2 separate regions of the Zea mays genome follow, and region 1 is linked to region 2. Evidence: chromatin contacts called from public Hi-C data. All regions are on one chromosome and are shown on one strand. Each heading gives the region's core, a stretch centred on a gene start, on an enhancer-like site or on the middle of the called end of the contact. The rest is flanking DNA. Distances are from core to core; before and after follow the strand shown.

The links. Hi-C and Micro-C count contacts between places; a contact is called where the count stands out from the background.
Region 1: a contact with region 2 is called in a Hi-C map of seedling, with 6 times the contacts expected there. The contact joins the promoter of LOC103626103 here to the promoter of LOC100381416 in region 2. A contact is called at or near these places in 3 of 25 Hi-C or Micro-C datasets (leaf and seedling).

Annotation. Positions count from the first base shown.
Region 1 is chr5:23,241,531-23,244,941 of Zm-B73-REFERENCE-NAM-5.0, forward strand. It overlaps LOC103626103 (TATA-box-binding protein 1-like), which reads right to left and starts at 2,019. Exons shown (of 6, transcript XM_008646477.3): 1 at 1,873-2,019; 2 at 890-977; 3 at 638-760; 4 at 487-531; 5 at 314-406; 6 at 1-212. The coding sequence starts at 1,925. The coding sequence ends at 39.
Region 2 is chr5:23,051,023-23,054,604 of Zm-B73-REFERENCE-NAM-5.0, forward strand. LOC100381416 (Trihelix transcription factor GT-2) reads left to right here and starts at 1,848. Exons shown (of 4, transcript NM_001174257.1): 1 at 1,848-1,873; 2 at 1,956-2,422; 3 at 3,192-3,582. The coding sequence starts at 2,019.

The sequences.
Region 1 (3,411 bases), core at 769-3,268, 190 kb after region 2:
AGTCGCCCGCCCCACCTCTAACCGTCCCTGACTAGTGACTACGACCGTTTCCTGAACTGCACAAGCATCGGGTGTATCTTCTCGAAGGCCGCGCATATCTCTTCCTGCACCTTCGCTCCTGTGAGGACAATCTTCCCGGAGACGAAGACGAGGATCACGACCTTAGGGTCCACCATACGGTAGACCAGCCCAGGGAAGATCTCTGGTTCATACTGTCAAACACCAAGAGAGCAACAGGCTAATGAGTCAATGGGGATCAACAACGACACAACAAACACGTTTACAACTAAAGAAAGAGCTGCTATAAACTTACAGTGGCAGACAAGCCACTGGCCAAAGCGAGGCCCTCCAGACGAATAGGAAACTTGAGGTCACATGACCCAACTATATTTTGGACCTTGAAATCCTGCATATGTCAGAAGAACCCATTGAGTCAATGTGAGAGACCAGCAGGAATCCGATCGATCAGAGTGACAAAAGCATTACCTTGAACCGAGCTGGGAAACCGAGCTTCTGGACGATACGCGCGAACTGCAATGGAGGATAGATACGTATTAGTCACACGTCAAAATTCAGCAAAAGCATCCAAAATTGGCATCCATGCATGGCGAAACAATATGACAAGCAGTTTCCATGCCTTACGCGCAGCGAGCCTTGAATCGGCTTCGCTCTTTGCTCCGGTGCAGACCATCTTCCCTGTAGCAAATATCAGTGCCGTTGTCTTGGGCTCCCTTATCCTCATGATAGCCGCACCAAAACGCTGTCAAGTAAGTATCAGGGTCACTGCCGGTGAGACTGCAGCTATCGAATGTAATATATAGTTCCATGCAACAAAAAAAAAGTCTAAGGTAAATGAAAAGGCAGCAGCGGCACTGATGATGATACATACCCTTGGGTTGTACTCTGCGTTACGAGCACTGTTGGCGACATGTTGCAGATCGACCTTGCAGTCCAAGTTGACTGTTGATACAATGTTCCTGACACATCAGACAAGAGGCAGGTTATGGCTCTGCATTGTTTCAATCTGGGCAGCAAACTAAAGAGGCAACACCTATCAACCCTTCTGAAAATCCAAGCAAGAAAAAAGCAACGGCAACTCTTCAGATCAAAAGGAAAAGAAAAATAACAGCAACTCTTTTACATCCAGATCAGCAATGATGGCATGCTAGTTCATTTGTATGCAAATTCAACACACTTTAATCTCCCCCATACCATGCTAAGGATCAAACAGGTCATGCGTAATTCCCCTACCCCACGGAGATATCGGCTGCTATTTCCTACTGGTTGACTAGACCGGATTTTTTTGCATTTTGACCTTTTTCGTAAAAAATTTACATCACGACGTAATCTAATTTTTAGAACATTTTTTCAACACCATAAACCATGACACCAAAGTAACACGGCTCGTTGTCGTGACTTAGCGTCGAGGTGGAACACCGAGTGCTGTGTTCGGCGCCATAAGTCGTGGCGTCGACCTTGACGCCAAGAATTAATTTGAACAATTCATATACAACATTATATTAATAAATTAATTGTATATAACATCGCCAAAAATCTTGAAACCGGAGTTGTGCTAAATTGGCGATATTATATATAATTAATTTATTAATGTAATGTTGGATGTGAGTCGTTTAAATTAATTCTTTGTGTCTTGTGGTGCCAAGCTAGGCGCCAACACACCACCCGATGCCTTATCTGTCACGGCGTCGGCGTCGGCGTCGAGCCGTGTGACCTCTAGGTCATAATCATAAACTGTGGCATCGAGAAAAGAGTTTAAAATGAGGTTATGTCATCCAAAATCCAAAGGGCAAACATATTTTTTGTGCATTGTAAACAATGAACACCAATCTGCGATCGGGGCTCGGGACTCACTGCAGGTTGGGGACGATGCCGGACGGGACCCCGGACTCATGCGCTCCGTTCATCGCCGACGACGCCGTGGATCGTCCTTCTCCTCCGACGCCGCTCCCGCTGCGCAGCACCAGCGAGGACACCCTAACGGCGGCAAGCAAACTGTTCTCGTTTTGAATGAGCGCGGGTTATATTTTGGCGAGAGGGTTTTGGGTCGAGTACGGACGGGCAAGGGGGCTTGGATTCCAACGACTTTGGTGCGAGGAAGAAAAGAAGAAGGCGGGGCGGGTGGGGCCCTGGATTTATGGACTCGACCTGGGTTGGGTTCGAGACCGGCTGGCTTTCGCTCGGTCGCTGAAAACTGGACAGCCCGCCGAAGTAGGTTTTGACTTTTGTTCAACTGTCATCTTTTTTTATTCTTTTTCATAATACATCTACGAAATTATTTTATTCTTTCCACGAGTGTACATGCGCAAAGCTAAACAAGTGCGCAGATGGAATTAAGCAAAGCAAGGATATGTATATCCTAGTCCACACGGTCCACAACCACAAACAATCCAACAAATCCAGTTCGTTAGGATATGATCAGCGTATAGATCGTGCAACGAAAGCAAAGCACGTACAGGAGCCGAGCGAAAGGAAGAGAAACCCATCATCACTGGTGACGCAGACGCGAGACTGGATACACACGGTCATCGCGTCCGAGTCCGACGGAGCAGAACCGGCGGCGAGCCGACCACCCGAGCAGCCAGCGATGAAGCAGGCAGTGAGGCAGCAGCAGCACCGGGGGGAGCTCGTCATCCGTGGTCCGTGGACGACGAACATGACTAAACGGGGAATTAAACGGTTGCGGACGACATTTCTTTCTCATTTCTATTTCTCGCGTGATAAATTCTCATAAGAGATCCCTATTCCCGTTTAAATTATAATTAAAATATATTTTATTATTAATATAAAATATTGTCATTTATACACATTGTCAGATGTAAAAAATTATTATGTGTAGATCAAAATAAACACATCCGTATAACGAGTGATCTCTTGACAAGATAATTATTTATTTTTATTATTAACTATTGTATAAAAACATCATCACGTATAATTTTAACGGGTCCCGCGGGAACGGGTTCCTCATCCCATCATCATCTAGGCTTTGTTTGCATACTCTAGTATTCATCCTCTAGTATTAACTCAATCCACATCAACACATGTGTATTAGAGATGAATACTAATGTACCCAAACAAGACATTGATTGTTAGGAGAGAGTTTTTACCGTTTACATCCCATGGAGAAAATACTACTCTATTTTCATCCTCGAATAGAAGAATTCTTGGCTGGAAATCGGAGATCAGGACACATTACCCTCTCTAAAGATGACGGACCTGCCAACTCGACCTCTACACGGCCACCCAACACACACACGGACCAGCAATCAGGCTCCTGGGCCACAGCACGGTGCACTCAACATGGTCCCGCCAGAGGCCCATTGCTTGAAAATCGCTGGGCCCCTCTCCAAGCAGAACGGACTCGAGCTCCGGAATTTGGCCCACGAACCCGAG
Region 2 (3,582 bases), core at 598-3,097:
ATCTAACCCCTTGGATTATGATAATCCATAAGCAAGTGAGGAGGTGCTTATTTCAGATTATTTTTTTCCCACTTCCCCACTACCCTTTCAAGTTTCCTAGAAATTACCCACCATTGCCATTATAATCCACCGAATCGTTTTTGTGCTTAGTACTAGTTAATTTGGGGATGAAGAAGGTGACATGAATGCCTTCCGTGATAATATTGCTAATGCAATATTTGCCAATGTCAATTGAATTATTTTTTTTCATATATGAGTTTCAACCTAGTACAAATATAGAGGGCATTCTTGTCTTCCTCATACAAAAGAATCCTATTAACAACTCAAATAATCTGGGTAAACAAACAGGACTACTTAGATTATATAATCCAGATTATATAATCCAGATTATATAATCCTCCAAAAATAATCTAGATTATATAATCCATGGGGGATAAACAAACAGGCCCTTAATTAGTCGGCCAGATTTTTATGCCTAACAATCATTTAAAAGGCCACATGAACATTTATTAATTGGAAAGTGGGGGATTAACCTCAACATGCATGTCAATGCATGGCCATTTTTATACTGCCCTGCTCCACTTGGGCACGCATCTGAACCCCACCCTTTGCACATGACTCATGGGCCCAGTGAATGCCTTGGGCCCACAAGCCAGTGGCGTCTTCCCGCCGGTCGCTTTGGTTTGGTTGATTTGGGTGTGTGGGGATTGCGGGTCCGCGTTAATCGCCGCGCACGTTCTGCACCTCTTTCGCTCGCCTGTGGGGCCCACATTACAGCTGTTATAATGTGGCCTTGTCTGCCGCCTCATCCACTCAACTGCTTTTATTTCTGTCTCTCCGTATTTTGTTTTCTTTCTACTCTAACTAATTTTGTTTTGTATGTATTATTGTTAAGTTTTGTCTGTTATTTATCTCAAATATGGGTTTTCGTCTACAAATTAAACTTGGGTCCAGGTAATTTTTTTGTGCCCGTGGATTGCTCTATTTGCCACCAGAGAGCGGCTAGTTAGTATTTATATTATTAGAAACTATGTAAAAACTTTTATTTATTTATTTACCGCATGTTACGTATTGTTTCCATGCTGCATAAGGTAACACACATCCAAAATTTACTGTATTTTGAAGCCCAGGTAATTACCTTATGCATAACAAATGACTAGTACGATATTATGTAGCAAAATAACTAAGATAAACACAGGATCCAACATATTCCTTCATGGGGATTGAGTTTTGTAGAGGGTACTTGTACCCCCTCTCTCTTTCATTACAAGCCTCCTTCCATCTCTCTCACCCCTTTCTCACTCATCCCACAACAGTTTCCAGCACTCCCTCCCTTCCCTTTCTATCCTGCTTCACATGCTTCTCTCTCTACCATTTTTTGCCCACACTCCTCTCCCCTCTGTCATTTTGGTTTTACTAACAAGTTGTATTAGGCAGAGAGGTAAAGCCCCTCTGACAGCGCAGCATCTTGTTTGTTTTATCTCCCACATCATCCCACTCATCATCTTTCTGTACACCTCCATCTCTCTCCCCTGCCGCAGTACTCAACATTTCATCTTCTCTCTCCTTCACCCTACATCCCCCATCTTCTTCCTTTACCTTCATCACAGATATCATATTCTCTTCATCTTTCTCTCTCCCCCATCCTCCCTATTATTTATTGAAGGCTGCTTATTGATGGTATCTTATTTCTTTTCTCTCTCTTCTTCATCCTCATCTTCCTCCTGCTGAAAGAGTACATTTTTTTGCCAGCGTGCCTGTAGTACTACTAGTGCTTCATCCCCTTCTTCTCTGGCTACTTCCTCTTCTCCCTTTCTTTCCCTTTCCCCCCTCTCTAGCCTCCTTCCCTTCTCCACTCTTATCCCTCTCTGAGGTCCGTCTATCTCTCCTCTCTGCCTCCCATCTTTTTCACCTGCCCCTCATGTACTGATCGTTTCATGACCTCCATTTCCCAGTGGTAACACACCTGGCGACGTGCACGAGTGCGCGTGTGCGGGAGCAGTAGCTGTACTGTAAGCATGCAGCAGCAGCAGCACGGGGGAGGCGGCGGAGCAAGCGGTGGAGGCCCAGCGCAGCAGTTCTGCGCACAGCAGGTGGAGATGCCGCTGCCATTCTCGCCGGTCGGCGGCGCTGGGCAGCGGATCTCGCTGGCGGAGGCACCGTCGCCCATCAGCAGCCGGCCGCCGGCGCCGGCGCCGGCTCAGCAGTATGACGAGCTCGGCCCGTCCGGCGCCGGCGCAGTGGGCTTTGACGCCGAGGGCCTGGCCGCCGCCGCAGCTGGTGAGGATGGCGCCAGCGGCGGCTCGGCGGGCAACCGGTGGCCGCGGCAGGAGACGCTGGAGCTGCTCAAGATCCGGTCGGACATGGACACCGCCTTCCGGGACGCCACCCTCAAGGCCCCCCTCTGGGAGCAGGTCTCCAGGTACGTAACTAGCTACCTGAATTGCGGCATGAATCACTCGCCACGCCGTCGTCCCGGCGCGCCGCCGTAACGGAATTCTCGTCGGTGGAATGCCGCATGAAATCTCGACGGCCTTCGGGACCGGCCCCTGGCGCCGATTTGGCTAGCTTCTTAGCTAGCAGGCCCAGTTAATTAATTATTACTTACCCGGCTAAAGAACACTTCTTTTTACTTTTTCTTAACCATCCTTCACGAGAACAGTGACTTTTCCATTTTAAAATAGCTCGATATCGCTCTCTCCTTCGCTACTTTTCCGGGAAAAAAAATCAGCTCTAGTGTTTTACCAAGCTCTTCGTCTCTCCAATACAGTAGGTACGTAGCAGTAGAGTAGTAGACACGGACAGCAATATTCTTCAGATCCAATGGCATCAATCCCAAGCTTTATCTCTTTGGCCTCTGAATTTCTCGCAAAAAGATGGGAATTTTTATTCCCAGTTTCTTCCTCCCCTTCTGTTATGCATTCTTCTTGGGATGAGCGTTGTTTAGCTTACTAAAATGGTTGTATTTAATTGGTATTTAATTGTGTATATGAGTTTCTTTATCTTTTTCCATGGGTGCCCAAATCGAGTAAAATTCTACTACATGCATGCAACTTTAGTGTGAGGGCTACTACAGTTGTTGCTTGTACGGTTGAAATTTGTGGTGGTTGGTGGTGGCGATACGCCATTGATAAGGCAATTAAGGTTCTCGTTTTTGTTGCTAAATTGTTGATCGATGCGGTGGTTGGCAGGAAGCTGGCTGAGAAAGGGTACAACCGGAGCGCCAAGAAGTGCAAGGAGAAGTTCGAGAACGTGCACAAGTACTACAAGCGCACAAAGGAGAGCCGCGCCGGCCGGAACGACGGCAAGACGTACCGATTCTTCACGCAGCTGGAGGCCCTGCACGGCACCGGAGCGGCTCCCGCGTCGGTGGCGTCGCAGGTGGGCCCGGCAATCTCCGGCGGGGTGTCCGGGGCAGCCCGGCCGTCGTCGGCCGTGCGCGTGCCTGCCGAGCCGCTGCCTGCGGTGTCGGCCGGCGTGGGAATGCCGATGACGACGACGGTGGGCTACCCGAGCATCTCGACGTCCAACACGGAGGACGACTACACGGACGAGGACGACTCCGACGACGAGGGCACGGAG